7 separate regions of the Mus musculus genome follow, and regions 2, 3, 4, 5, 6 and 7 are each linked to region 1. Evidence: chromatin contacts called from public ChIA-PET, HiChIP or PLAC-seq and Micro-C data. All regions are on one chromosome and are shown on one strand. The core of a region is the stretch at or near the end of the contact, and the rest is flanking DNA. Distances in the headings are between cores, read along the strand shown.

What was found. Hi-C and Micro-C count contacts between places; a contact is called where the count stands out from the background. ChIA-PET counts read pairs in DNA pulled down with a chosen protein or histone mark. HiChIP or PLAC-seq counts read pairs in DNA pulled down with a chosen protein or histone mark.
Region 2: a contact with region 1 is called in an RNA polymerase II ChIA-PET map of memory CD8 T cells, with 17 read pairs. The contact joins the promoter of Map3k14 here to the promoter of Atxn7l3 in region 1. A contact is called at or near these places in 2 of 484 Hi-C or Micro-C datasets (CD8 T cells and Th1 cells), 4 of 115 datasets of contacts at active chromatin or transcription factors (memory CD8 T cells, microglia, pancreatic cancer cells and 1 more) and 1 of 9 other capture datasets (liver).
Region 3: a contact with region 1 is called in an RNA polymerase II ChIA-PET map of memory CD8 T cells, with 13 read pairs. The contact joins the promoter of Fmnl1 here to the promoter of Atxn7l3 in region 1. A contact is called at or near these places in 2 of 115 datasets of contacts at active chromatin or transcription factors (memory CD8 T cells and pancreatic cancer cells).
Region 4: an RNA polymerase II ChIA-PET map of memory CD8 T cells shows a contact between it and region 1, with 22 read pairs. The contact joins the promoter of Hexim2 here to the promoter of Atxn7l3 in region 1. A contact is called at or near these places in 3 of 115 datasets of contacts at active chromatin or transcription factors (double positive thymocytes, memory CD8 T cells and pancreatic cancer cells).
Region 5: a Micro-C map of embryonic stem cells shows a contact between it and region 1, with 4 times the contacts expected there. The contact joins the promoter of Rnd2 here to the promoter of Atxn7l3 in region 1. A contact is called at or near these places in 1 of 484 Hi-C or Micro-C datasets (embryonic stem cells), 1 of 115 datasets of contacts at active chromatin or transcription factors (bone marrow-derived macrophages) and 1 of 9 other capture datasets (adipose tissue).
Region 6: a FOXA1 HiChIP or PLAC-seq map of pancreatic cancer cells shows a contact between it and region 1. The contact joins the promoter of Plcd3 here to the promoter of Atxn7l3 in region 1.
Region 7: a contact with region 1 is called in an RNA polymerase II ChIA-PET map of memory CD8 T cells, with 13 read pairs. The contact joins the promoter of Brca1 here to the promoter of Atxn7l3 in region 1. A contact is called at or near these places in 2 of 39 promoter capture datasets (neural stem cells and pre-B cells), 2 of 484 Hi-C or Micro-C datasets (embryonic stem cells and muscle stem cells), 3 of 115 datasets of contacts at active chromatin or transcription factors (bone marrow-derived macrophages, memory CD8 T cells and pancreatic cancer cells) and 3 of 9 other capture datasets (adipose tissue, liver and pancreatic islet).

Annotation. Positions count from the first base shown.
Region 1 is chr11:102,294,789-102,298,831 of GRCm38.p6, forward strand. Atxn7l3 (ataxin 7-like 3) reads right to left here and starts at 1,841. Exons shown (of 13, transcript NM_001098837.1): 1 at 1,615-1,841; 2 at 161-271. The coding sequence starts at 211. It overlaps Gm33851 (cyclin-dependent kinase 13-like), which reads left to right and starts at 1,601. Exons shown (of 2, transcript XM_030246466.1): 1 at 1,601-2,389; 2 at 2,836-3,129. The coding sequence starts at 1,977. The coding sequence ends at 2,908.
Region 2 is chr11:103,265,089-103,269,131 of GRCm38.p6, forward strand. It overlaps Map3k14 (mitogen-activated protein kinase kinase kinase 14), which reads right to left and starts at 2,313. Exons shown (of 16, transcript NM_016896.3): 1 at 2,250-2,313.
Region 3 is chr11:103,168,939-103,172,981 of GRCm38.p6, forward strand. It overlaps Fmnl1 (formin-like 1), which reads left to right and starts at 2,200. Exons shown (of 26, transcript NM_001077698.1): 1 at 2,200-2,503. The coding sequence starts at 2,375. It overlaps Gm51919 (a long non-coding RNA gene), which reads right to left and starts at 1,638. Exons shown (of 3, transcript XR_003949776.1): 1 at 1,216-1,638; 2 at 1-93.
Region 4 is chr11:103,131,671-103,135,713 of GRCm38.p6, forward strand. It overlaps Hexim2 (hexamethylene bis-acetamide inducible 2), which reads left to right and starts at 1,689. Exons shown (of 3, transcript NM_027658.2): 1 at 1,689-1,787; 2 at 2,365-2,471. The coding sequence starts at 2,409.
Region 5 is chr11:101,466,342-101,470,384 of GRCm38.p6, forward strand. Rnd2 (Rho family GTPase 2) reads left to right here and starts at 1,834. Exons shown (of 5, transcript NM_009708.2): 1 at 1,834-2,098; 2 at 2,592-2,679; 3 at 3,672-3,781. The coding sequence starts at 1,997.
Region 6 is chr11:103,099,370-103,103,412 of GRCm38.p6, forward strand. It overlaps Plcd3 (phospholipase C, delta 3), which reads right to left and starts at 2,289. Exons shown (of 15, transcript NM_152813.3): 1 at 2,011-2,289. The coding sequence starts at 2,161. Acbd4 (acyl-Coenzyme A binding domain containing 4) reads left to right here and starts at 2,319. Exons shown (of 11, transcript NM_025988.2): 1 at 2,319-2,419; 2 at 3,313-3,727.
Region 7 is chr11:101,550,297-101,554,339 of GRCm38.p6, forward strand. It overlaps Brca1 (breast cancer 1, early onset), which reads right to left and starts at 1,659. Exons shown (of 23, transcript NM_009764.3): 1 at 1,473-1,659. Nbr1 (NBR1, autophagy cargo receptor) reads left to right here and starts at 2,358. Exons shown (of 24, transcript NM_008676.3): 1 at 2,358-2,659; 2 at 3,692-3,802.

The DNA.
Region 1 (4,043 bases), core at 591-3,090:
TTCTTCCTCCCAGATCCTTGGACCTTTCAGCTGGTTATTATTCCCTCTAAGGAACAAGGCTGACTACCCAAATTCCTCCTTTGGCACAGATGCCAGATTTAGCGACGGACGCAGAGACATTGAGAGAAAGAACCGGAGGCACACGTGGGGGAGCCCTCACCTCTAGTTTGCTGTTATCCAGGCCAGACAAAGACATTTCCTCCATTTTCATTTGTAAACTCTTGTGGAGACGGCGCTCTGACTGCTCATAGCACAGCGGGCGGCAACACGGCTGCACACATGGAGGTGGGGGTGTTGGTGTGAGTCCAAGACACCTCCAGAGACTGCCACCTCCCCTCCCCACCTCCAAGCCCAGGGCTTAATCCTGGCATCAGTGTGTCTCCCTCCCCAAGGCCCCGTTCACTAGGTCTAGATGGTCCTTCAGGGCCTGAGAACCAGAGGTGGCCTAGTCCTTCCCAGGCCTAAGCTCAGGCCCTGAACTGTACTGCCTTGCCAATCAGACTCTAGGTCTATAGGAGGCAGCAGCTCATCCCAGGTACCCAAAACTCAAACCCCTCTTTGATACCCATGGTGCAATGCAGCAGGGGGAGGAGAAGGAACTCTAAGGCCTCAAAGCAAACCCACAGGGTGTGGCAAAGAACTGCACAGACTCCTCAAGACAACCCCCGTTTCCCTAAGGGCTGTCATAGTCACCTCTGCTTTCAGCCAGGATGTCCACTTGGGGGGGTACTGCTACCAGAAGTAGGAATGGCCCTAACACCCTACAACCTTCACCCCACTCTGTCTTCTCTTAAAATAAGCCTGCCACTCTACGAGAGGAACAGAGCCCAGAGAAGCCTACAGGCAAAGGGCATTTCCAGCCACCAAGAACGTGAGCAGAGGAGAGCCCCGTGGTACGCACGCGAGTGGGCACTCCCCTTACCTGTTCTTTTAGATCGCACCCTCCCTCCCTCAGGACCAGCCCGGAAGTCTCTCCAAGAGCCCCAAAGTCCAAAAACCCCACCGTAGGATTCAGAAACAGTGCCCACAGTTCGGGGCCCCACTGAAGAGTGGGTACGAGTTTAAGAAGCTGCCGGCCTCGAGTGGGGTGGGGACTGACAAATGAGCCAGGGGCACTGGGAAGGGGAGCAGGCCGTGTCGCGGCTCTTCTCCCGTCCTTGCGGCACTGCTGCTGCATCATACCGACTGGGGGGAGGAGAGCCGAGCCGCCCATAGGCCGGCGGCGGGCCGGGACAGACCGACCCCCAGAGAGTAAGCAGAGTGGGACGCGTCCCGACCCCACTAGGTCGCCGCCTGCCCAGATCCCGGACGGGCCGGGGAGAGGATTCCGGGAGGGTGTCTCTATTGTCCCGGGGGCTGGGGCCTGGCTCCCTAACAAAGGCCCCGCGCCCCCTCCCCGGCCGGCCCTGCCCCGCCCAAGGAGGACCCAGCCAGGGGGAGACCGGGGGGCCCCGGCCCGGCCGGGAAGCCGGGGAAAGCCGGGCGTTTCCGCGTCGGCCCTGGGGGAGGGGAAGGGGCGCTGACCCAGACCTGGGGGGAGGGGGCCCAAGCCCCGCCTCGGGCCCCGCCCCCCGCCCCCCGCAGGCCCCTCCCCCGTCCCTGTTCTGTACTCACCCCGCCCGGGGGGCCGCGCCGGGGCCCGGCGGCCTCTCAGGGCCGCGTCCTCCGGCGGCGGCGGCGACGGCGGCTGCTCCGGAGCCCCATGTCCGTCGGTCCGTCCTCGCCTCTCCCCGGGGCCCGGGGCCCGGGGCCGGGGGGTCGGGCTGCCCCCCCGCCTCGCCGCCTCACCGGGCGGCCATGGCCCCTTCCCCTCCCTTCTCGTCCCGTCGCCGCCTCCTCCTCCTCACCTCACCCCGCCCGCGCGCAGTCCGCGCGCCGTCCGCGCGCCCCTCCCCCCGCCCCCCACTCCAGCCCGCCTCTCCCGGGCGGGGGGTGCGGCGCGAGCCCGGAGCGCGCGCGCGTGCCGCGACCGGAGGATGGATGGATGGAGCGAGCGAGGACGCGAGCGTGCGCGCGCGCGCCCCTCTCCCCCCTCCCTCGGCGCGGGCGCGAGGCCAGGCGCGAGCGCGCTCCAACCTCCTCCTCTTCCTCCTCCCGCCCCTCCTCAACACCCCGCCCTCGCCCTCCCTTCCTCTTCCTCCTTTCGCTTTCGCGCGCCCAGCGACTGCTCGCGCCTGCTAGAAGGGCCCGAGCGCGTGCATCTGCCCCGCGGCCGCAGCTCGGCAGCATTTGCTCCAGGGGGCGGGGACCGGGAGGGGAGGAGGGGCGCCACGCCGCCGTCCAAAGTACCGGCGGACGGGACCTGGGGCGGGGAGATGGGTGGGGCCTCCGTAGACGAGTCCGGCCAATCGCGGAGTGTCCTCGGCCCGGGAGGCCCAATAGGCTCGAGGTGGGTGGGGCAGCGTTCAAGGTGAGGTGCGCGGTGCGCCAGGGGCGGAGACTTGGTGCCGTCCCGGCCGGCTCGGGGGCGGAGGCAACGGGGTGGCGTCGAAAGAGAGCGCCGGCTCCCAGCCGAGCCTGGGACGCCTTCCGGCCCAGGCATCCCCGCCCTTCCCGCGGGGTTCCCTGCTCTGCTCCCCGGTCGCTCCCCCACTTTGACCGCGAGGCATACAGTCAGTTGTGTGAAGAGTCTGGGCTTGAAATGGGGTGCAGTTAGGCGCTCAGGAAGGAACAACCTTAAAAGGGGCTGGTCTGCATTCGTTCTCTGGGTTTCGGAGTGGGTCACCAGCCACCCCAGGCCTCCGAACCGAAAAGAACCCAAGGGAGAAGGTTCACTGCGGAGTGCAAGCTGCGCCCTTCTGAGTCGAGCGCGCTCCCGCCCTTATCCTAATTTAGATCCCACACCTGCTCGCCTTTCCTGCTTCCGGAGCCCACGCTGGACCCTCCACCTCTCAGACAGACTGCTTAGCACTGGCCAGACTCTGCCTACACTAAAAGCTGCTCCGCTGGGAGTGGCCTTACCCTCCATCTCTCGCCTCTTTAGCTTCGGGAGGAAAGGTCCTTTTCTCAGCCACCCAAGGTGTTTAGATCTGCGCTCACATGTACGTGGCCGTGTCTACAGCCTCGAGACTTTTGCGTGCCAGGCCTCTAGCTTCAGATAAAATTAAACTCTGGAATCACGTACTTTGAGACCATCTTTGGTTCTTCGCTCTTCAGCAAACATGTATGGAGGTTCTTGGTAGATATTTCGAAGCGGATAAGACCACACGTTAGTTCTGAATTTAACTTGGTGGACCAGGCAAAAGACCTTCTTACGCCTCTTTTGTCCATTACCAGAGGACATAATGATAGTACCTATTTCATAGGAAAGACTTAACAATTAAGTTTATGCCTAGCCACTCCTTTTACCACAACAGAGAGAGGTAGAGAGAGGCAGGAGGATCTCTGTGAGTTGAGGCCAGCCTAATCTACATAAATACTTCCGGGGCTACATAGTGAAACCCTGTCTCAGAAACAACCGAAGCTAACATGGCATAGGAGAGACTCTTAGGTGTCTGGTAATCTTGTATTGTCTTTTGTTTTCACTCCATTGACACATGGTCTTATTTTGTAGCCCATCCTGCCTCAGCCTCCCCAGTGCGGGGATTACAGTACTGGATGACATACCAATTGTTACTTTGTCTTTTTTTTTTTTTTTTTTTTAACTTGAGAGACTGCTGTGGGTGTTGGGAACAAAACGCTTGTCCTTTTAGTTGTGAGCCTCTTAAGGCTGAGCCATCTTTCCAGCGCTGGCTGTTATTTCAGTTTTCCTTCTCTTTTTAAATGATTCTTTATAATGTCTTCACTGCCATTAAAAACTTAACATTAAGAAAAAAATGTTGCTGGGCAGTGGTGGCGCATGCCTTTAATTCCAGCATTTGGGAAGCAGAAGCAAGTGAATTTCTGAGTTTGAGGCTAGCCTGGTCTACAGAGTGAGTTCCAGGACAGCCAGGGCAACACAGAGAAACCCTGTGTCGAAAAACCAAAAAAAAAAAAAAAAAAAAATGAAATGAATGAAAGAAGGAAAGAAAGTTAACGGCACAATCCAGATGCTGAGAGACAAA
Region 2 (4,043 bases), core at 1,063-3,562, 970 kb after region 1:
TGTAAGAAGCCCATGTGCTGTCCACTGAGACAAGAAGTTAAAAATAAATAGATAAATACAAAATTAAAAAAAAAAGAAACTAAAAGTGACTTCACAGGCAAACTCTTAAGACAAGGGGGGGGGGGGATGGCCTAAAGGAACAAGCGTAGATCTGAGCTTTTATCCGTTTTACATCCGACCGATCTCCTCCCAGCCCCTAGCTCAGAATGGACCCTAGAACTCACCAAAAATCTCACAACAGTTGTCTGGGGTGGAGCAACCAATCAGGGCGAGCCCTGTCCTCTCCAGCCCGAGCCGATCACAAAGGAATCTGTGTTCATCAGGGGAACCAAAATGAGGAACCACACTCCTATCTGCCAAGAATGAATGGCAAAACCAGGCAGGTTTTTTTTTTTTTTTTTGAGATAAAGGTTCATTTGGCAGAGTCTCTGTCTGTGGTGCCACTCCCACAAACTCTAACAGACACCAGAGGCAAACAAAACAAAACAAAACAAAACAAAACAAAACAAAAAAACCAACAACCTTCAGAACTGCTCCATCCACCCCAAAAACAATCCGAAAATGACCTGAAGCCTGAAGCCTGATCACGTAGTACTATTTGATTTCACAAACTTCTGGTATGTATTTCTGGGTATGTACAGCTGGGCACTTATTTCTAAAATTAAAGTCAGACATACTAACTATTATTATGAGCTGTTCTGAGAAATTTATCACACTCTTCCAAATAAATCAGGATGTCTTCTTTCTTTCTTTTTCCTCTCTGGTGCTCTGAGACAGGGCCTTGCTATGAAGCCCTGACAGGCTTCAAAGTCACAACAAATCCTCCTTGTCCCAGCCTCCCAGTGATGGATTACAGGTGTGTGCCACCATGCCTAGTTTTCAAGATGTCTTAAGGGCGTCTGAAAAACTCATAAAGCTGGCATCCATCCAAAGGAATTGCCTTTGACATCACTTTAAATACAAGAGGAAATACACACATACATCATAAGCAAGTCAAGAGTCTTCAAAGCATCCTCTCACATTAACAGCAAAAAGATCACCCCAACCCCCCCCCCTTTCTCTATCAAAGTTAGGTTATGCTGTTCTTATTCAGGGATCTGGAGAACTCACCCTCACTCATGGCTCTGAGGCCACAGACGAGGCATATCATCCCTCACACCTGGTTCAGGTACTTCGCTTACCAACTGGACAACAGTCTATGCATCTGACCACACCTACCACTAAATGGGAAAGTTACTAAGCAAAACCCTGCAGAACTGAAGTTAGGAAACAATCCTCTAATCTTTCAGAGAGACTATGTTTCTAGATACTCGCCAGTGTTCCGAAGTCCACTGGTCATGGTGCCACTCCTCGTTCAGTTCATTCTTTTAGCGCCCTTAATCCAGTCATTAGTGTTCATTGTCTCCAATTAACAACAACAACAACAACAACAACATGTCATTAAGACACTGATATTTGAAACTTTTCTCCACTCATCCACTTGACAGCCCATGCACACCCCTATCCATCCTTTAGGGCTGTCAGCCATCTTTTAATCTCAACTGGGGGGTGGGGAGTGGAGGGGGGGAGGTCTGAAGTTAATGAACATGATGAGGTTCCAAAGCAGGTGGGAATCTCTGCCTCAGACAAATGTTTCTTTTCACTTGGTGACAGGTGGCTGAAAGTTGCCAGAGCCGGGAAGAGCTTCCAGGACGGGACTAGTACATATAAACAGATTCCAAAAGTTCCGAGTAGAACACAGAATTAGAGAAGGGTAAGGACCATCGAGGAGGGAGGACAGCACCATCAGCGACTAGCATTGCTCTACTGAGTGCCCAGAGCAGTGATCCTCTCAGAACAAGTGATCCCAAGCAGTTCAAAGGGAAAGGCTGCTCATGTCACTGCTAGGGCAGTGGAGCGATCACCTTCTCTTGGGGGACACTTAGGAGCCAGGTCTGCCAGTAGGGCGGCTGAACTCGATGGCACGGATGTTGGGGAAAGGGAAGCAGACAGTACCCGCGCGCGTTCCGGGCAAGCGTGTGACCCGTGGGTGCGCGGCCTGGAGGTTCTAGGCGAGCACGGCGTTTCGAGCGTGGCGCTGATGGCGCTGAGCGTGCGAGCGGGTTAGACCGTAGTCACCCGGCCACCCCTCCCAGCCATCCCTCGTGGACAGCCCGGCTGCAACCCAGTCCCCGCCTGGGAGGCGCCCCTTCCCCGCCCGCTCCCTCGGCGTCCCGCTTTAGGACTCGGGGTTCTGCCCAGTCACCTACCGGCGGAGCGCCGTTGTCCTCAAACAAGCGAGTGTGGCGCTTCGCTGGCCAGCGATCGCTCCGGGCCCCTGCTGCCCCTCCTCGACCACGCCCCCGTGCCTATCCCCGCCCCGGGCCACGCCTCCCCCCGTGGCTGCGACTTTGCTAGCTTCCCGCCTCCTTTCTTTGGCCGCACCGCGACCCTTGATCCCACCCATTCCTATAAGTTAGCCAATAAAACGCCTTGATCCGGTCGGCCTGCCGGCCACTCCTCAGCAGCGATTGGCTAGCGAGGCCTCCCCAAAATGGGCACTGTTTCCGGCCAGGGTATCCAGCGCCGAAGGCTGGGTGGATGGGCGGTCTGTAGGCGAAGGAGGCCAGGGTGTTGGTTGAACTACACATGCGCTCTCGCCTTCTGGCAAATCTTACGGGCTGCATTCTTTTTGAGGTTACGGGAAGGAAGGGCGACTGTACGCATGCGTGGGCATTCCCGGCTTCGGCTTTGGTTACCTTGGAGACGGCGGGGCGCTCTCGCTCTGAGGTCTTGGGTTTCTCTGCTTTCTGCTTGAGGGCGAGGCTGCTTCGTGGGGGCCTGGTGGGGCCAGAAACATTTTTATGGAGCACGTAGAGTGAGCCCGGTTCTGTAAAGTGTGTGGAGATGAGGTTGCTCTGCCTACCCTCGAGAAGTGTGGGGAGCCAAAGGCCTATGTAGGACAGACCGGGTGTTGAAACGCTCTAAGGGAGTGTGCAGATGTGGTACAGTCTCCTTCCACCCCGAGAAGCTTCATGGTGTGTGTGCTGAGCACGGGATCCATTCTAAACTACAGAGTCAGGAAGACTTGGTCTTTGAAAACGTGCTCTCTACAGTGCCCTTTTTATGGGGCCGGGAAAGAGTGTAGGGAATTTATGGATTTTTTTTTTCTTTTCTAACTTTGCTAATGGGCTTCCTACTGTACCACAAGCTTCTGTTTACTGGTAATAAGAAATTACAAATATGTGTTTTTTAAAAAAATGTTTCCAGAATAAAAGATGCGCTGCGACCTTAGAGACTCTGCAAGGAATCCTAACTGCAGATGCAGGGACTGGTGGTATGGTGGGAGTGGCAGCCATATTCTTGGCTGGTTTGAGAAATAAGGAACGGCCTGTCTGGAAAGGTTTGAGCCAGGGCCAGACCACTGTCTGCTTGTGACCACTTTGCAGACCTAGCTTCTTTCTGGAGACAAGTTCAAGCCGACATCTGTTGTTGGACACCGAGAAAGGCCATTCATTTAGACAATGTGGAAACCCCACAACCTGGCCTGCATTCAGGAGGCTGAGGCAGGAGGATGACAAGTTTGAAGCTAGTCTGAGCTGCATAGCCTGACTTCTATGTGGAAACAAAGCCAACTAGATGAGAACCTGAGAGACTCACCCCTCTCCCCTGGGCCAGAAATATGTTAGAGCAAAGCCTGCAGTTGCCCATAGTCCATTGTTACGTTAGTGTCAACCGTGTCAAGAGTTGTCCCTGGAAGCCTTTCTGGCTGTGACTTGCACTGAGCCTATACTTCAGTATATGCAGAACCTATATGTCAGTTTCTGGGACATATCTTGCTAGTGGCCAGCTGAGAGATGGTAAGGCAAGAAAATAAAAAGGGCTGGGGGCCTCTAAAAAACGCTCCTCTCACCCCTAGGGCTTGGCATCTCTGACTCAGAGAGAGAGGCAGAGCTGGGCCAGATGTACAGGTTGGTATCAGGTCTCTTGGGTGTCTGTCTTTCCCTCCCACCACCTGTTTGCCGCTGGGCAAAGCACTTCTCAGGAAAGATGTGGGCAACAGG
Region 3 (4,043 bases), core at 950-3,449, 870 kb after region 1:
CATTGTGGTCCATGTTTTGGGAAGATGCTTTCTATGAAGCCAACAGAATTGAATAGGTGATGATTGATCACATCTCCTTGGTAACTCACGTTCCTAGTCAGCAGGAGGGAGGATGTAGGGTTGTTAATATGATAATTTCCCACATGATAGGCCCTTTTCAGTTTAGCTTTATTTCCACCAGGTTTTGGGTGGGAGGCAATTGGCAATGAGGATGCAGGCTGGCAATTACTGCAGTAGAGGCCCAATTTCTGGCTTCTCGGTGTCCCTCAAAGTAGCAGTGATGGGCAGAGGAGGCATGGGCACTGACCCCACAAGTACTTCAATGCAGATACCCTCCCTCCCAGCTTCTGAATCCGTTCCTTGCTAGGCTGTGTCCAAGGTTAGGGACACCTTAAGAGTCCCAGAAGCCCCATCAGTAAGCAGACAGCTGGGCACACAGCTGGGGCTCGAAGGAAACATTTGTTGATGAATTGAAAGAGACAGCTATGGAAGAATCAGGAAGTACAGTCTTTAATAAATAAACAAAAATCTCTCAACTACTAATCTCAGGCAAGGCCCAAGGTCAAGGCTAAGGAAGATGGAGGTAGGCATAGGGCAGGTACCCTTCCTATAGGCTCCAGGAGACCCTGTTTCCACCCACCCTGGAAGTCCTTGCTCAGGACATGAAATGAGACTATCTCTCCCATGGTGACAGGGGCGATGGTGAACTTGGCAGGAGGAAGGCTTTAATCAGGTCAAGCTGGGGAGCGTGCAGGTTTGTGTCTGGTTTTCCTCATAATTAGATAATTAATTTCCCAGTTCCTGCTGAATCCTTTGTCAGTGGCTTTGAGTATGAACTAGAGAGGTGGGAATGACCTAGAGTAGCCATTTAGAGCCCCTGGGCTGGCACAGAGAAAGTTCAAGGCTCCCTCAGTGTAGGGCACCTCACCCCATGGACTGGCAGAACAGGGAGGGGCTGACTCAAGAGCCCCACAGATTAAGTGGGAGAATTAGAGGTGTTAATTCAGGATGGAGTTCGAGCCCCGGTTATGAAGGCCTACCCCTTCTCCACTCTCCTACCCTAAATAAGAAGAGTCCGAGGCTATAGATTTTTGGATATGAACAGAGAGGCTCGTTTCTGCCCTAATTATCTGTGTGGCCTTGGACAAGACCCCTTGCTACAGCTACGGAAAGGCCCCTTGTTACCGTTACAGAAACAAGGACATCCATACCTACCTTTGCTGGTCACTATCACAGAAATCTTTCTGTAACTATCAGATAGCCAAGATTGTCATTCTTCAGCCAGCCTAGGTCCCTCATGGTGACAGTGTCAAGATTTTCCACCCATCTGAGGTGCCTGTTCCTCCCCCAGCCTAGCAGCTGCCTTTAACCCTTCTTAGTGCCCTACTTCTCCTTGGCACCACCACAGTGATCTCCAGGTTCGCCAACCTCATTTTTCCACGAGTGCCCCCAGTCTAAAACTGCTGAAGATGCTGGCACAGTCACATCTGGTCAGGTCTCAATTGACCTATGTCATTGTCCTCCAACCTGTTTGCAGATAATTCCCTCTGGTCCTCAGATCATCTCTGGGCCCAACGGAGGAGAGACACAGAGGTGGGGGGCCTGGAAGGGGGTTCCCATCTTCTTAGTTGGGGACCCCAAAGGGGGACCCCCAGCAGCAATTACGCCCACCAACCGCACCTCAGCGCCACCTTAGGTTTCTAAGGCGCGCGCGGATTGGTTGGACAATCTTCCGCCCGGGGGTCTGCCTCCTCCAGGCTCGGGCCTAGGGACCCCCCTACTGCCGGGCTTAGGGTGGAGAGCTGCGGTTCTAGGACCCGGAGGCGCCGGGCGAGCGCGCCGCTGTGTTCTCGGCCTCGCCTGGGTCGGCTCCGGCTCGGGCAGGTGCATCGGCGGCCGCCCCCTCCGCCGCAGGTGCACTGCTCGGCAGCCCCCAGCCGGCGCGCCATGGCTGCGGAGGACCCCCGGCCGTCGCCCGCGCCCGCCCCCTCCCTGCAGCCCGCCCCCCTGGGGCCGGGTGCGCGGCGGAGAACTGCGGTTTGCGCGCACCGGGAGCGGCAGCAGAAGTTCGAAAATCGCCGAGGGGGGAGCCCGCGCCGCAGCTTCCTGCCCCCGGCCCAGCCCTCTGGCCCCGGCCGCCTGCAACCCTACTTCCTCCCCGAGCCTCGGTCGCCGCCCGCTCCCTCGGACGGGGCCGCCGCGATGGGACGCCGCGCCCCGGCCCCTGCACGCCGCTGAGCCGAGAGCCACCTAGCCAAGCCTCGCCACACAGCGCTGCCCTTCGCTTCCAGGCTCCCGGAGCCTAGTCCGCGACCCCCAGGGAAAACTGGATCTCCGAGGCTGGAGGCGCCTGGCCGGCTGGGTGGGGACCACCATGGGCAACGCGGCTGGCAGCGCCGAACAGCCCGCGGGCCCCACCGCGTCGCCCCCGAAGCAGCCAGCCGTCCCCAAGCAACCAATGCCGGCGGCCGGGGAGCTGGAGGAGAGGTTCACGCGGGTCTTGGTGAGTGTGACCTGATGCGCACCAGGAGCCAGGGATGACAGGGGCTCCGCATGCGTCCCCGCCTCTTGGGACTCAGGTGCGGCTTGGAGATCCCTGGTCCACCTGCTGTCCCTCCAGAGGGGTAGGAGTAACACTGTCATCTTTCAGAGTGACTTGGCACCCCCCCCCCCAAGAAACTTTCTTTAGCCCCCTCCAGGAAGCTTTCTTAAGAGACCCCCCCATCGACCCCCTTCCTATGCTCCTAGTTCTAAAGGTGTCAAAAATGTCTCATAAGGTTGAGTTCCAAACGCGCCCCAGGTGGGAGGGGGCTGGCGCCCACTTTTCCACTGCACGCAGGCCCAGCGGCTGGGTGCAAGTCTGGAGCGCTTTGCCCTTCTGCGTCTCAGGGTCAAAGAGGAAAGGGGTTATAATTTAACCTTCTGGAAGCTGTAGACCTAGTGGAGCCTTCAGTCCTGGGTTGTTCTGGTGTCTGGCGTAGGAGTTGGACTCTTAGACCCTCCACTTGTATTTATCACCCCCACCATGTCCCGGAATGGGTGTTTGCAGTCATTCCCTCATCATGGACCACCCCCAACCACTGAAAGGAGTAAGCTTAGGAAGGGTGGGGCCAGGATAGGCTGGTCATTCTGGCTTGGAGTGGAACAGAAATCTGGAAGGCTCCCCTCCCTCTTGGCTGTCACTTGCTTGGGAAACTGGGGCAGGCAAGGGTGGGTTAGGATGGAGTAGCAGCTGAAGTCTGGGCCTCTGGGAGGGAGCCATCAACTCATCAACTCTGAGCATGGAGTTAAGTGGTTCAAAGTGTTTCTGATAGGGTGGGCTGTGCAGGCATTGGGAGGCAGAAGTAGGGGAGGGGAAAGGCCAGTCTTTTTCACTTCCTCCTCTTCACCCCAGCACTCTTTCCTGCTGTCTTCTGTAGGTGGCTGCCCAGTGGCATCCCTGTTAGGCATCCCTGGCTGGACACCGGGTGACAGTGGGGAAGGCTGGGCTGTTTCCTAGAGGCATTTTCCAGTCTCAGTAGGCTGATGTTGCAGGTCTGAGGATGGGAGTCCAGAGGAGGCTCACTCTGGATGCAAAGAAGTGCTGACCCTCTGTCCTCCACACCTCCTGGATAGCATTTCCTCTCTCTGGCAAGCGAGCGAGTCAGTAGGCCTGACTTGCTAGATCCTTTGCATGGTCTCAAAGGGGCAACAGTTCCTGAGAATCCTGGCTTCGGAAGGAGAGGAGGAGCTTGGGGGGACCTCTGAGATGGGGCGGGGTCTCTCCTTGTGAAGGCACAAGTGCTCAACTTGGGGACAAATAGGGACTCTGAGGGACATTTCACACTAGGCTAGCTTTGGACTTCCCTGTCTCTCCACCTGCCCCTAACTCCCTCTTCCTCAGATCCAGGCCTTGGCCAAGCTCAGCAGAGCTGAGCAAGTGGGGGAGGGGGTCATATTAGGAGCCTGGGTGATGGCAGGTTCAGCCTGTCAGGAGGGCCATGGGTTCGATTTTCCCTTAATGGGTGTGTCTATGGATAAGGGATAGTTCTTGGCCAATCTGT
Region 4 (4,043 bases), core at 439-2,938, 840 kb after region 1:
TAAAGTAGATCAAAACTGCCATTTCTACTTAAGTACTTTCTGCATCTACAGAAGAGATGGCTTCAGTAACAATGAGACAGTGGCACAGAAAATACTCTTTTTAGTTTGTGGAACAAGACTTTAAATGGGACATGGTGTAGGCTTACAAAAAAAAAAAAAAAAAAAATCACATCGGAATTAACTCCCTTTGCCCTTGTAGCACAGCCTCTTCGCCCCTAAGTTACGGCTCAGATTTCAAAATGCAAGCAGATGTTTTTGAAGTACCCGAAATGGGCCACTCCGTTTCTATTACTGGACTGTAGTGACTGAAATTATTTTCTTTCCCCCAACCCTTCAAAGGGCATAACCCCATCCCTTTGGCGTGAAATTTTGAAGTGGGGCGACACACTTCAGGAGTTTCCAAAAGCGGATGCTGACGTTCGAGGTCAGGCCATTGGGAGAGTCGGGGCTCGATGGGAGAAATCTTGAGGGCAAGAGAGCTCAGAAATTTCCAAGCGCTAAGCTCGAGCTTTCCACGTGCCCAGATCTAGTTGGTCCCAGGGGGAGTTGGTGGCTGTTATAGAAGTTAGAGGGTTGTTGCTTTTCGCAGCCCTGAGAAGTGGGATGGACACGGTGTATGGGGGTGGGGAGGCGGGTGCAATCCGGCCGGGCAACCTCGGAGCCTCCAGCTCACTAGCACTGCTCAGGGCATGCGGCCAGAGTTGCAACCTCGGCCCGTCCCTGCGAGCCAGGGTCTCCAACTGGCGTCGCGCCCACCTCGTCCTTCAGATGGGGGTCCGGCTACGCCGGGCCTGGCCGCCATACCCGGGATGAATGGGGGTGACGAGAGGCCTTGGGCAGACCTCGGCCTCAGGATCACGTCCCGGTGGAAGCACAGCAGAGGGGAAGCCGTCTTACTGGCCTCTCCTCTGCTGGGATCCCGGGAAATACGCGGTAATTACCCCAAAAGGCCGCTCTCAAAGGCGAGGCGGAGAGGCTGCCGGGACGGTTTGAGGACTGGGCTCGGCCGGGGAGACGCCAACCTTCACCCTTCCCAGCCCCCGACCCAACTCCCCGCCGTCTCCCGGCGCCGCCACTTCAGGCAGCCCACTCGGCCCGGCCTCTCCCCGCGCCCGGACCACCCCCCATGGGGTGCTCTCACTGCGCAGCGAGTCCCTCCGCTGCCTCCTCCCAGCCCAAAATGGCGGCGGCGGCGGCGGCCCCCGAGCTGCTCGTCGCCTTCCTCAAGGCTAGGGAATCCCTCCGCGCGCAAGCCCCGCCCCCGCGACCGGATCTCTATTTCTCCCTGGTAAAGCCTAACGCCATCAATGAACTCTTTAATTGAGCTCTGACAGGGCGGGTCCAGTTGTGCTTCCGCACAGCTAGTTGTTGACAAAAGTCGGGAGACTGGCAGACAAGCGACCCAATCAAAGAAGAGATCGGTGAGCGCGGGACGTTCACGCAAAGGCAAATAGGTTTTTTTTTTTTTTTTTTTTTTTTTTTTTTTTTTTTTTTTTTTTTTTGGCGTTCCTGGGCATGGTTGTTGACGTAATGGGAGCTTGAAAGTATCCTGGGCAGCTTTCCTAGGGTGGAAGAACTACAACCCCCAGCAGCCATTGCGCTGCCAGGCTGTCCTCTTCGCCCCTCCACCTCCCCCCCCCCCCATCTTAGGGCTTTAGCGGCTTGGCCAGAGCTGCTGCTACTGCAGCAAGAGATAGGGCAGAGGCGTTGAGACTCTCATGGACAGGCGGTCGCACAGAAAGACACACAGAGGTAGTGGTGTACACTAAGCCCTTGACAGCAAATAGGTCAGTCCCACCTTCGTTAAATCTCCCTGCCAGGACTTTTCCCTCCTCCAAGAACTCCATTTTTACTCCCATTGAATTTTTTTTCTTCTTCTTTCTGTCAGCTGCATGTAGTTTGAAGACTTCTTCCCTTTAGCTCCCCGTTCCTTGAGACAGGAGAGAAGCCGTCCAGGCCCTGTAGACAAAAAGACTTCAACCATAGGCTCTGACCAGGTCCCAACCTAGAGAGATTGAAGGTGGTCAAGATAGGGGCTTCCAGGAGCTACAGACCCACCCTCTCCACAGCATCCCCCAAGCAGTGTCCTTTCTGGGTGACAGAGCTCAGGCCTACCCTCCTAACTGCCAGCCTGTCTTTACTTATTAGGAGAGCAGAGGCCCAGGGCCTCTGCTCTCCCACTTGGTCCCTTGCTGGCTAGCAATGTGAAGACTAGAGTATGGAAACAGCCTTCCGAGTCTTCACTTGAAAGTGAAGGCCATGCAGGTCTGGGGCCACAAAATGGCTGCTGCTGCTGTGACAAAACAATTCCTGACCAACCAGCTTCTGCCTAAGGACTTAGGTTTCTGTTGTTGTTCAAAGCAGGTGACAGTAGTTAAAGACATCATCTGCTGCAAGAGTAGGAGAAGATGGCCACTGTGAACCATACCAACTGCAACACAGCGTCACCAGCTGCTCTGGAGGAGGCCAAGGTAAGTACCCACCCTCCCAGCCACCTGAAAGCCCTAAACGTGGGGTCAGATAGCTGAAATCCTAGGGCTTTTGTTGTTTTGTCTTGTTGGTTGGTTGGTAGATTTAGAAAACCAGTATTTTATTTTATTTTCGTTTGTTTGAGACCTTGAGGGGGGAGGTGGGGGGGGGTGTCTTTCTGTGTATCCCCAGCTGGCCTCGAACTTGCAACAACGTTCTTCTTCAGCCTTCCAAGGGCTAAAATTACAGCCTGCACCACCACACCCAGCTAGAAAGCCAGTGTTTTAAATGAGTCTGTACTGTGCTCTGGGAAGTAGGCCAGAATGTGATTCAATGATGGCTCATGAATTCCTAAAAGCCCTTCAAGGTAGATGTTATTTCCAGTGGACAGAAGCTGAGGTTGGAGAGCTGCACTACCTTTTCCAGAATCAGGCAGCCTGTGAGGAACAAAATTCCACCTTACATTTAGGGTCTTCTGATAACAGTACCTTGTCTCTCAATGACAAGTGACCTCAAGGACAAATAACTTGGTTAGAGATTTTGCACTTAAAAAAAAATTTATTTTTTCCGGGCTGAGAACCAAGAATGAGTCAAGACAAGAGATTTCGGTGTACAGGTTGACAGGCAGGGCAGGAAAACCTCAGAGGAGAGGGAGAAAGCGCCTAAGTCCTCAGTAAATGGCAACTTAGTATGTGGGCTGACAGCAGGAACCCACAGAGTCCCAGCCCATGCTGGCTCTCGGTGGCCCTTATCCATCACCACACTTCCAAAATAGCAGAGAGCCAAACATCAGAGAGTTGGTTTCTGTTGTTATTGTTGTTGTTGTTGTTGTTGTTGTTGATTTCACAATGCTAGGAATTGAACCCAGGGCCTTGCCAATGCTAGAAAAGTGCTTTATCATGGAGCTACACCCCAGGCCTTTGCTGTTATTGTTGTTTGCTGGGTTTTGTTTTTGTTTTTGTTTTTTTGACAGCGTTTCTCTGTGTAACAGCCCTGGCTGCCGTGAAACTCGATTTGTAGACCAGGCTGGCCTGTAACTCAGAGACATACTTGCCTTTGCTTCCTGAGTGCTGGCATTGTGTGTGTGTGTGTGTGTGTGTGTGTGTGTGACAGTGTTTAACTCAGAGAGGCTTTTAACCCATTTAAGCCTAGTCTGGGTTTCTTATGGCGTTTGTCAAGTAAGGCTACAAGAGAGGGTGAATGTCTCGTGCAGGTTACAGAGCAGAACTTATCTTTTATAGTGATAGTGGTGGAGGGTCAGAGCTTCAAAATGGAGACAATGAATAAGCAGAGGGACAGAGCTGGCTTGGTTTTAGGCCGGAGTCACTAGGGAACTAAGACTGGGAACAGGAAAATGACCGGAAACATACAATAAGCTATCCTTAGATCCCTGTACGTTGTGTCTGTAGGTGGGCAGCAGAGCCATCTTAGTTTGTTTAAACCACCAGTAAGACAAGGCCAATTCCTTATGATCTGATTGATGATCTTCCTGCTACAGGTGAAGGGACACTGCAAATATCTCACAGCGCGCAAGTACGCACACACACACACACACACACACACATGCACACCCC
Region 5 (4,043 bases), core at 584-3,083, 830 kb before region 1:
GAGGGTGGTGGTGTACGTGCGTGTGACTGATAAGCATGAGGAGATTCTGGGGCATGCCGAGTCTAAGACTTGATTTATTCGTAGAAAGCCTTATACGAATTAAAAGTTGTCGTGACACAGTCTGAAGGATAATTTAAAATCTGAATTTATAATCTAGCCACCTGTGGATCAGACTCCGGTGAAATTGTGCCTCAGGTTGAACTCTACCGTTTACTAATAAGCAGACTTTATTCACTATGTTCTTTTGTTTGCTTGTTTTTTGAGACAGGGTTTCTCTGTGTAGCCCTGGCTGTCCTGGAACTCACTTTGTAGACCAGGCTGGCCTCGAACTCAGAAATCCGCCTGCCTCTGCCTCCCAAGTGCTGGGATAAAAGGTGTGCTCCACCACGCCCGGCTTACTCACTATGTTCTTGCAGTGGCAAACTACAAGCATGAGAACCTCTAAGACAGGGTCTCACCATGTAGCCAGGTCTGGCCTGGAGCCTAGAAGGTGCCATGAATACAAGGCTGGCTCTGCCTCCGGAGTTCTGTGGTTAAAATGACATGTGCCACCACCTCCCTTTTCTTTCACACTCTCTTTTCCTTTTGTTGGAATTGAGGATAGAACCCAGAGCCTCATGAATGTAGCTCTACTCCCGAGTTACATCTCTAACTTAAACTTAACAGTTTTGGGTGTTAATGCTGTGTGTCTGTTTACTTTTTGTAAAACAGCGATGAGATTGTGTGCTTTAGTTACCTTTACACGGTTATTCAAAACGAGATAACATTAAAATGAACATCTTCGACTTAAAGAAGAGTTTTGTTTGTTTTGAGACAGGATTTCTCTATTTAGACCTGGTTGACCTGGAACTCATTATATAGACTAGAGTGGCCTCAAACTCAGGGAGATCTGCCTGCTTCTGCCTCATGAGTGCTAAGACTGAAGGCGTGCAGCACCATGCCCGGCTAAAGAAGGATTTTTTTCACTTATGTATGCATGTATGTATGTATGTGTATTTATTTGTTCATTCATTCATTCATTCATTCACTTTACATCCCGATCACAGCCCTCCAAGCCCCTTTCTCCATCCTCTTCTAGGCAAAAGATGTCATGCAAATGGCGGTTTGCTTATTGCTAGTCTGAGATGAGGCTGAAATTGGCTTTGGGGCTTAGCTCTGGCCCAGCTTAGCTGTCAAAGGATTCTAGCTTCCTTAGCCTTCCCTTTGCTCTTTCTACCAAAACATCCACCAGAGGACGCAAAAGCTCCCCTAAAACTTTCCACTCAGTACTTGGCTAGAGGAACTTAGTCCATGCTTCTAGGTTGGTCACAGGCCTAGATCCCGCCACCCGTCGTTATGGAGATAGAAAGCTATGATGTCACTAATGTAGGGTGGGAGTGCTAAGGTCCGTACTTCCATTTCCCTAAGCTCTGTCTGGACCCGAGAGTGGAGGAGGGAGACAAAAATCAAAAATCCTCCCTTTCCTAACATCTCACGCCCCCCTGTGTTCGGGAAATAGATTGCTGCCGCCGCGCGTGTCCGCCGCACTAGCACACCTGCGTGCACGCGTGGGCACACAGAAGGCTCAGGCCTTGCGCCCGTGTATGGAGCTTCGCAGCTGACCCTTCAGAACTTCGCCCTCGGTCAGCCCAGCCTCCATGCCCGAGGAACTCAAATAAACGGGGCTCGCTGGCCACAAACCCTCAGGCGCTCCTGGGGTCACAGCTGCGCGCTAGAGTCTAACTCGGGTCCCCCTCCCCTCCTCCCAGGCCCCGCCCCGTCCCGAACCCCGCCCCTCGGCTGTGCGGGTGGGAGGCGGGGCCAGAGGTGCGGCCCGCGGGCTAGGGGCGGGGCGGAGGGGGCCCGCAGCCCCGGGCGGGGGCTCGGCGCGGGCCCGCGAGATGCCGGTGTCGGCGGCCCGAGAGGCTGCAGCTGCAGCGGCGGGGGAGGAGGCGGCAGAAGCGGCGGCTGTGCCCGGGAGGGGGGCGGCGTGGGGGGCCGGCGCGTAGCCGGGACCATGGAGGGGCAGAGTGGCCGCTGCAAGATCGTAGTGGTGGGGGACGCGGAGTGCGGCAAGACAGCGTTGCTGCAGGTGTTCGCCAAGGACGCCTACCCCGGGGTGAGGAATTGGCGTCTGGAGAGAGGGGCACCGAGGCTGCGGGGAGTGGGTTATAGGGGCCCCGGGGGCCGCTGGAAACCGGTACCAGGGTAACCAGGGAGGAGAGAAAGAGGCTCAGAGGAAGGGAAGGAGGCGTTGGGGGGTCTGAAAGGACTGCAGAGGATTGGAGTGGAAGGAATCAAGGAACGCGGTGAAATGGATGGGGCTTAGGAGCATCAGAGGATCCGGAAGGGCGCTCCGGGAGAATGACTGAGGTCCCGGGCATCCGAGAGAGAAAAAACTAGGGGCTAAAGGGACCCGGGAAGGGGGGTTATCTGAGAGTCTAGCTAGGAGGTGGAGGCAGTAGCTCCCCGGATCTTCCCTTAGCCCAGCCTCAGACCAACTTCTGTCTAGGGACTGAGCTGGACCGGGTGTCGAGGGAGGAGGGCAGTTGTCAGGGTGAGTGAGTACTGGAGAGCAGCTCTCTCTCATTTTGACCCATCCGTGTCTGCAGAGTTATGTCCCCACGGTGTTTGAGAACTACACTGCCAGCTTCGAGATCGACAAGCGCCGCATTGAGCTCAACATGTGGGATACTTCAGGTAGCCAAGTCCCTCGGGGTCACCCTGACGGCGGCCAAGGTCCCTTCCTCTAGCCCCTCCCTTGGCCAGAACCTGAGATTCCAGGTCAGCTCAGACATCCATCCAGTTTTAGAGCAGAACATCAGTTTCTCTTTTGAGCCAGGGAAACTGAGGCAGAGTTTCTTAGGCCTGACAGAAACCACGTAGGAAGTCTAATATCGGCCCTGCAGCTGGGTTCTGCTTACCCAAGGAACTTGGAAAGAAATGATTTATTTTGGAACATGTTTCTTAGGAAATAGGACTGGGTTTAGGAAAGCTATTTAGAATTACTGGGGTGGGGGAAGGTGGTGGAAAGTAGTTTTTTTTTTTTTTTTTTTTCTTCCTCTAGACTGAACTAGAGTCCCAGGAGAACAGGAGCACTGGCTCCCTGTCCTTGCTCCAACCTCATGGGAAGGGTTTTTATTTTTACTCCGTTCCCTGGAGGACTTTAGAAGATGTGTCATCAAAGCCCAGAAAGCACGCACAAAATTTGTCAGAATGGTGGTAGATTTTCTGAGATTCTTAAAGGGCTTCCAAACTCCAGAAGATTACAGATTATCAGTGTGAGATCAGAGGAACCCATAAGCCATTTCCCACTGCTTCTGCTCCTCTCTGCCTACTCTTTTTTTTTTTTTTTTTTAAGTTTTATTTATTCATTTATTTATTTATTACATGTAAGTACACTGTAGCTGTCCTCAGACCCTCCAGAAGAGGGAGTCAGATTTCATTACAGATGGCTGTGAGCCACCATGTGGTTGCTGGGATTTGAACTTCAGACCTTCGGAAGGAAGAGCAGTCGGGTGCTCTTACCCACTGAGCCATCTCACCAGCCCCTCTGCCTACTCTTGAGACACACTTTGTGACGGGTATTTGCTTTTTATCCCTTGACCAGGGTCACTTGAGTCCCTTACCCGCTTCCAGGCCAGCTGCCCCCTCAGATTGCCTTATCTGTTTGCCTTCTTTCTTTCTTCCAGGTTCCTCTTACTATGACAATGTCCGGCCTCTGGCCTACCCGGATTCTGATGCTGTGCTTATCTGCTTTGACATTAGCCGGCCAGAAACACTGGACAGTGTCCTCAAGAAGGTGGGAGTCTGGGGAAACTACAAAGGAGAGTAGGCGTGAAGGGCATGAACCCAGAGGAGGGAGTAACAGTAGTGGCTGAAGTTGTCATCCCTCTGCTCCAGCCTCCTTGCCTTTCACCTGCAAGTCTGTCTCTGAGCTGGAAGTGGTCCTGGGGCCTTGGGGTCTGTTTAGCTGCCTTCCCTATCTCCTTGGCGGTGGCAGGGCTGCAGATTCCGAGGGCTTTAGAAAGCCCTGAGGCTGGCTGTCAGGCTATTGTTTCCAT
Region 6 (4,043 bases), core at 1,039-3,538, 810 kb after region 1:
TCCCGTAATTATGTGTCCACAAGTCTCTTCTTATTACACTGTGTACCTCTAGGGCAAGCCTCAGTTGTCCTGCTTGGTGGCCTCGGCCCCTGGCCTAGTGCTGTGGCCACTGACGGGGGCTCAGCAAATGGCCCCAGGTGTGGGAAGCTTCCTTTCTGTCCCCAGCAGCATCCACGACCCCCAGGGGCCAACGGCTCAGGCTGCTTCTCCCGAGAGCCCTGTCCTGCCTCCGTGGCAGATCATCTTACACAGCCAACCCCACTAGTGCCACCTCTAGCCAGAGACGGCTGACTTCATATTAGACAGCCACCACCCTGTCTCCTCCTCGTGCCTGTGCGTCCTCCTCTTCTGTGCCTCTCTCACCTGAACCCCAACACCTCTTCACGAGCTACTCCCTGCCTCCTTTCAGCCCTATTTGACCACCCTATTATCCATCTGCTCCTCTAACTCAGCCAGTGGATTTTCTGGGACCCTTAGCACCACCCAAACTTCAGAGAAACTCTAAGGTGTCTGTCTACCTCTCTCCTCTTCACATGAGCTTCCATCCAGCTCTGGGGTTCAGTGGGGTCCTCTCTGCCTCCCCAGCATCACAGTCCGCTCCTCCCTCCCTGACTCTTTCCCTCAAGGTCCGTCTTCTGACAGCAGTACTGAGCTGTTTAGCTCTCTTTGGACAGGCCCGCGTGTGCTGTGTTTGTTGTTGTATGGTAGGTAAATATTGACTTCTTGAATGACTGGACCGGAGAAGGATGAAGAGCTGCCCCAGGCACAATGCTCATGGTGAGGACATCCAATACATTCTGGTGGAATGAGGAAGAGGAGGGCACAGCTGAGAGGGAAGCCGGGGAGGCTGGCATCTGGGACCCCTGAGTTCTGTCACCAGGTTGACAGTCCTGAGAAACCACTTCAGTTTCCTGCACTTCACAGTTTATAAAATGCTCCTTGTTCAAGCCCAGGGAGTCCCATTTTGCCGAGACTCTGAGCGTGTAGGTTGGGATGGCACACAGTCTGAGTGGCCCCGACTAGATTCTTTGATGTCTGAGTCAGTTTCCTCCTCTGTGAAATGGGGTGCAGGACACCTACCTCAGGAAGGTGAGCTTAGCACCACACCTGCAAACCACAGCGGTATTGAGCCGACTCGAGGGCTCCTTGAAGACTAGTGACTTCCCTCTCACCTCTGAAATAGGAAGCTGGACTGTTTCGCACCATTGCCCCGGGTCTTGCCAGGGCTTTGTTACTGCTGGCAGAGAAGACCTGAGGGTTACAGGGCTGGCTTGGGTGTCTAGAATCTCGCAGAGGCCATCTGTAAACAGCCCCTCAGGATCAAGAACAGCAGGTGCTGTAAGATGCCCACAGACCTCAAGTAGCACTTGGGAGATGAATGTACGTACCTCCGCGTGCGCGTGCCTCTGCCTCCCGAGTGCTGGGATTAAAGGCGCGCGCCACCACTGCCTGGCATTGTATTTTTTTTTTTTTTTTTGAAACAGAGTCTCATAGACCCCAGACTCATACACACACACACACACACACACACACACACTTTACTTTGTAGCAGAGAATGACCTTGAACTCCTGATCCTCCTACTGACACCTCGCCAGTGCTGGGAGATTAACAACAGTAAGTCGTTGTGATACTGGGGATCTAACCCAGAGCTAAGAGCTCTACCGATTGAGCTACATCCCCAACCTAACTCCAAGCTTTATCTCTCAGTCCATTCTCCTCACTCTCCAGCAACCCTATCCATGCCCCGAGTCCCAAATTCTCACCCCAGCACGGCCCCGCGAGCGCCTCCCGGTGAGAATGCACCGGGGGCATCCAAGCCTTCTAAAACAGCCTGGAAGTCTGATGACCCCAGGTGTGAACCCCAACTGGAACAGTGCTGGTGCTCCTGGTCAGATCCTCCCCAATTCCAAGCACCCTGGCAAACCAGGTGGCCCGTACACCCCGCTCCGTCCAGGTTGTCCCTAGAGACAGTGCGCGCCCACCCGGACCCATCCTTGTGTGTCACTGACCCATCTTCTTCAGTGCCCGTAGCCCAGGCCTTTTGGTGCTGCTGTCCGACGACGCGGGCGAGGGCGGGAACGCGAGGGGCGCTGCGACCTGGGCGGACACCCGGGATTCCTCCGGCGAGCGGCGACTCCTTTTCCAGCCACCGCACAGCATGGTCTCGAAGGGCCCAGGGCCAGGCCCGGGATCTGTGCGTGAGAACCGGGCAACGGGAACACAGCCCGCGGCGCGGTCCGGAGCTAAGAAACTTAGCGGCGCCCTAGGAGTCAGGAGGAGGAGACCTCGGGAGGAGGGAGAGAGGGAGGGACGAGGTGGAGGTGGGCGGAGCGAGGCCGAACTTAGGCGGTGCGAGGCGCCTGCGGGACCCCAGGCCTGGAGCTGCGCGCCCTGGTGTCTACGCGTTCGCCCCTACTAGTGAGTCGGTCTTTCCATTTCCTTAGAGGTCCCCGGATCTCCTTTCTACCATTGGCCAGAGTCCCTGTTGAAGGGAATTGAATTTCCCGGAGGGATAGGTTTGTCCTCCGGCGCAGACACATTTTTTCTGGGAACTCAGGACCCTAGTCCATCCACCTTAGCCGGGTCCCTTAGGGAGCCAGACAAGGGACAGATCTATAGGAGATCGTCCCGGGCCACAGGGTCCTAGTACGGAGGAAACCCATAGAATTCTGAAGCAGAGCTGCGCAGGAATGGGGACGAGAGGCTCGGGCAGTGACGTCATGAATTAATCTCCGGGCTCGGGGCCAATAGCCAGTCCTCAAAGGTGGATGCCTTGCGGCCAACCGATCTGAAGACTAAGATGAGACTAAGTTTAGAGTTCCAGAAGCTTGGTACCCCAGAGCGACACTCCATCCTTGGTCAAGGGATCTGCACAACACTCTGCCAAGGTGTTGATGACGTCAGCCAAGGAAAACCTCCTTGTACGGGTGCCGGTGTAGTGTTAGACGTACCCTTGTGAATGCGAAAGGGTGGAGTGTGCATGTGGCTTTCAAGCACGAGCTTTGGATAGGGGCAGCGAGCTGGTCGAATATTGTCACTTGGACGCGACCTACAGCCAGGCTTCCCACGCTAAAAGTAGCGAGTTTCGGGTCCTAGAATCTCCATCTACTTGTCCCGCTGTATTCTTTCCTCATTTATCCAAGTCCCGACAATTCTTCATACTAGCTTAAGTCCCCATCACCACTGCGATCTTAAATTTGCTTACTATTTGTCAAACCTTCGCCTCTGCTTGATCTCTTGATTCCTTCCAGGAGTGTTCCTTTTTTTTGTTGTTATTTTTCTGGTTCACTCTTACTTTTTCCAAAACTCAGCTCCAGTGTCCTTTCTGCGGAACGCCGGGCTCCAGGACTCTCCTCTATTGCCAGCGTAGACGTGTTCCAAGAGCTGAGTCGAGGTGCCTCGGACAGGCGGAGCCCGCATCAATCAACCCACTCCCGTGGGTTTCCACCAGGGGGCGCGAGGACTCTGCGACCATCAGTGTGTCCACCGGGAGGCGCTGCAGCCCGCCTCGGGCTGTCGCGCGGTGCGGAGTGCCACCCATAAATTAGCCCCGCCTGGCTGGGCGAGGCAGGATAGCATTATTTGCATAATCTTGAAAGAGCCTTCCTTACTGGTTAGGGTATAAAAGACCAATACGAAACGGTGCCTCTGGTTGGCTTTTCTCCTAGCTCTGTATCCCGCCCTATCCCTGCCCCTCTGGAACAAGAGGTCAATCGGAAGCCTCTGGTGAGTGATGAGAAGAGGACCCTGGTGTCCTGGCAGTGGGCGCCTAGGGGTGAGTGAGAGGCTGGGGCGCGGGGAGCCAGGGTTGAAGGCTGTTCGTCCCATCCTGACTCCTCCTCGTTCGCTGATTCGCCTGTTCAGGAATTGGAAATGGGTGTCTAGAGAGGTGCATCCGGGGACGTACGTGGCTCTGAGACCCTTGCCACCTGCCTCCCCTCCCACTCATGGCCAAGTTGGTGGTCCTCGCCACCCTGGCCTCATTGGCGCTGCCTTGAGGTAGGAGAAGGAGCCTTCTCAGCTCAACTTCTGGCCTCCTGGG
Region 7 (4,043 bases), core at 409-2,908, 740 kb before region 1:
TCTTTAAAAAATAAAAATTTCTCCAGGCAGTGGTGGCACATATTCTTGATCACAGCACTGAGAGTCAAAGGCAGGCAGATCTCTGAGTTCCAGGACAGCCTGGACTACAGAGTGAGTTCCAGAACAGCCAGGGCTATATAGAAAAACCCTGTCTCAAAACAAAACAAACAAACACCAATAAATCAACAGATAAATAAAATTCTTAGCAGTTGCTCTTTGTAGCTAGCAATCTAAATTCTCTACTCTTTGATATGAAAGCCTTCCTTGGGTCACTTCCTTTCTTCAAGGAAAAAAAAAAAAGCTAAAATGGAGTGACTGGACAGAAGTGATATATATATGAACTTTCCCCAGAGTCTGGTGTTCTTTTTCTTGCTTAGAATCAAAACCAGTGGTGTCATACCTATAGTTTCAGGGACTGGAGAAGTTGAAGGAGGAGGATGGCTTGGACTCAGAAGTTCAGCAGTCTTTTTGGGCTAGTTTGGGGAGGCCAAAAGATCAGATATGGTTGTTTCAACCTGTACTTTCAGCATTCAGGAAGTACAGGCAGGAGGATAGAGTTCAAGGTCACCTAGAGCTACACAACCCAATTACAGAAGGCCCTGTCTCACAAACTCTAAAACTAGCTGAGAATGGTAGTGGATATCTTTGACCCCCTCCTCCCCAGAGACAGGGGCAGGTGGAGGAGTGTTTAAGACCAGCCTGTTCTATTATACACAGCTCCAAGCCAGCCAGAGCTAATATAAATGAGACTAGACTCTGTCTCAAAACTAATCAACTACCCAGCATTCAGGAGGCAGAGGCAGGTGGATCTCTGTGAATTCGAGGCCAGCCTGGTCTATAGAGCTAGTTCCAGGACAGCCAAGGCTACACAAAAGCCAAAACCAAACCAAACCAAACCACCAACATAAACGCTAACCAACCAAACAAAAAAGAAGCACACATATTATTTTAAAAGTCGCCAAAAGGAACACTTAAAAACTGCTAAAGCGTCTCCACCCTACCTCTTCTGGATGTTTCCCTGTTAAGGCTCTCTTTAAACACGTCTTCTCTGCCAACAGCATTCATTACTATTGCCATTCCCTTATGTACTTCCCTTCTAGAACCTTCTGTGAAATGTACTCGGGTCTAGTTCTTCAGGAGTTTCCCTCCACAAACTCCGTTTTTCCCCCCTCTTCCCTGCCACACTTCTGCCCGCCTTTCCTCTCATCCTTTAGCCCGCATCCGTATACAACCTTCAAGATACGATTACAGCCAGAACTCCCCCTCGTAGATCCTTTGCCCTCTTCCTCACAGCTGCCCCCGGGAATGCACAAACTGCACCCTTCCCAAGAGTCCTGTTTGAAAACGTCTGGGACCCTTTGGTTCCGCCCCAGGTACTTTCCTAATCAGTAAACACCCGTCTCCACCAGCAGCTTCCTGCCTTTCATATGAGTATTCCGGGGTACCCTTTCTGTTCCTCAGGGCTGTCTCACCTTTTCTCCGAGAAAAAAGATCCGTACTTCCAAGCGCCGAGGACGGAGAAGCCCCAAGAGAGGTGCTGGATCCTCTGGCTGCACGGGCAGCGGCCGCGCAGCCGCAATTACAATCTATCTAAAATTCCCGCGCTCTCCGTCGCCAAGGAAACCGGCCGCTTGGCGCCTAGCGCTAGCCTTTCGGAACACAAGATCCAGACACGTCAGCGGAAGGGAAGGGAGGAGCGAGTTGGGGGGGGGGGGTGCTGAAACTGTTTCTGGGTTTGCGATTGGCTACCTAGTCTTTTTTTTTCCTGTATGTCGTCACTAGAAAGAGACGGAAGAGAAAGAATTTCGAGGTTTCTCTTAGGCAGCCCCTTCGCATCTACGCCTGCTTATTACGTCACAGTAGTTCTGTACAAAGGGTGGGAATCGCTCCCTGAGGCCGGAATATGAGCGCAAGGTAGTGCCCAAAGCAGTTGCAAAACGAGGTCTCATCCCTCCCTCAGCCTTCCTGCCATGGAAGTCTCCAGTTTCGGTAAATAAGAGACTTGTGTAAGAAGAACTACCAATTCCAGCATGCATTGCGGAACGAAAGGCCTTCTCCACAGCATCTCTTGGAAAGTGTAGTCTTACGGGAAAAGAGCTTCTCACACCGGAAGCAGGCACGAGTACCACAGGAACCCAGTCGGTACAGCGGAGACCTCCTCGCAGTTATGCGTCTTAGCTGCTATGAATCGCAGCGTTCTGTGTTCGTGTTTTGTGCACAGAAAATAGACTAAAAGGAGCTGTGGGTTCCAGGAAGACTACAATTCCCGTCCAGCCCCGCGATTCTCGGGTAACTAGTCCGCCAATGTCAGTGACCTGGGAAAAGCAGAGGGTGGCCAATCGGCTTGGGAAAGGGAAATCCAACCAGCTGACTTCTGCGCGCTAGTTCCGCCCCTCGGCCTGGGTGTTTGTTATTGTTATGCGGTTCAGAGAGCTTCTGTCCCTCCCTTGCCAACGCAGCACTGACCAATCGGTAGAGAGGTTATTTTGAGGGGCAGATAGAAAGAGCCAATCATCTTGTGGAAAACTCCGGGAAACATGGGACTAGGCCCGGTCTCTGTCCGCCATGTTAGATTCACCCCGCAGGGATAGCAGGCGAGCTGGCCGCGAACGGTCCTTGCACTGGCCACTGGCAAGCGCCCCCCGTGGGCGGAAAGCTGGTAAGGAAGCTACCACTGTTACCTAGAAGTAGGGGCACGCCGTTCTTAGAGTGCTCGGGGAAGTTCAAGGGGAAAATCTTGCAAAGAGGAGTGACTTTCCGTGTTCAGGGGCAGCCAGTCTTTTCAGTGACCAGATGAGGGAGTCGCTTGGGTTGTCATCGATAGTGGGGGGTGGATACTGCCTGAGGGAGACAGTTCATGGCTTAGAAGGGCCAGTTTCTGCTAAGAAAAGGTCTCGATCCCCCCCAGAACATAAAGAGGGCTTCGATGGTGGTGACACTCACTGTCCTGGGGACATGGAGTTCCGGGAAACCATTACTGGAAGACTGGGATTAAGTCTGCGACAAGAAAGGACATACATCTTCCTCATTCTGTCCCTTTCCTATTTTTAAGGCTCTATTGAAGGAAGATATCTTGAGCTAGGACCTTCCAAATTAGAAAGGCATCGTTTTTCCCGTTATGTCAAACACCCACCTTTCAGATGACACATTTTAAAACTCAGGTTGCTTGTGCCAGCTTCTGGTATAGAAAATGAAGTTCAGATTCCCAAATTGGCTTTATTAAAATTATTTGTCGGGGTTGAAAAATAATCACGTGAGGAAAAGCTGACTTAGCCACATGAACGTGAGTCAATAGGTATGAGTTTACAGTGCCATTTAGGAAAGTGCAGGCTTAGGCCCAGCTACCTGACTGCTGGAGGTAAACCTTCAGGTATAGATGTGGTTAACTGTACTTTTGATATTTTCACAAGTTCAAGATGATTGCTCTGGCTGAAAGAATTTTCACACGTAAGCCCTTTATGAAGACCTGTATATTGGCCAGCTAAACTAGAACCGCCTACTTCCTGTTTTCTCCCATGGGCAGAACAGCTGGTTGCTCCAAAGTATGGAAACTAATTCCCACTTGTGTAATTTCAGAACGGGGAAGAATAGTTTCCTTCCAGACAGAAAAGAGTGGAAGAGTATTTCTTGAAGTTGGAAAGTGTGTTTCACAATTTTTACATTTTGGTCACTTTGTTTTTCTGGTTTAAAGAAAAAACAAACAAACCAACCAACTTGAACGTGCTGGGGAGTTGCTGGGGAGTTGATGAGCCAGCGTCTGCCTAAATTTTACAGCTCCTAAGAAGGAAGAATTGCATTTCAGGTAAATGCATGCTGGTTGTCAGCAGGGTGGGTGCTAGAGATTAGCATTAGCTTGGCATCGAAGTCAATTCTAGATAAAGACAAGTGATGGGAAAAAATGAATAATTGAGTATATAAAATAGTCAGAATTAAGAATACAAGGTTCTTTTGTTTCAATTATTTATTTTGAAACCGTTGGTGTTTTTGTATGTCTGTAGGAGGGTGTTAGATTCCCCTGGAATTGGAATTACAGACAGTTGGAA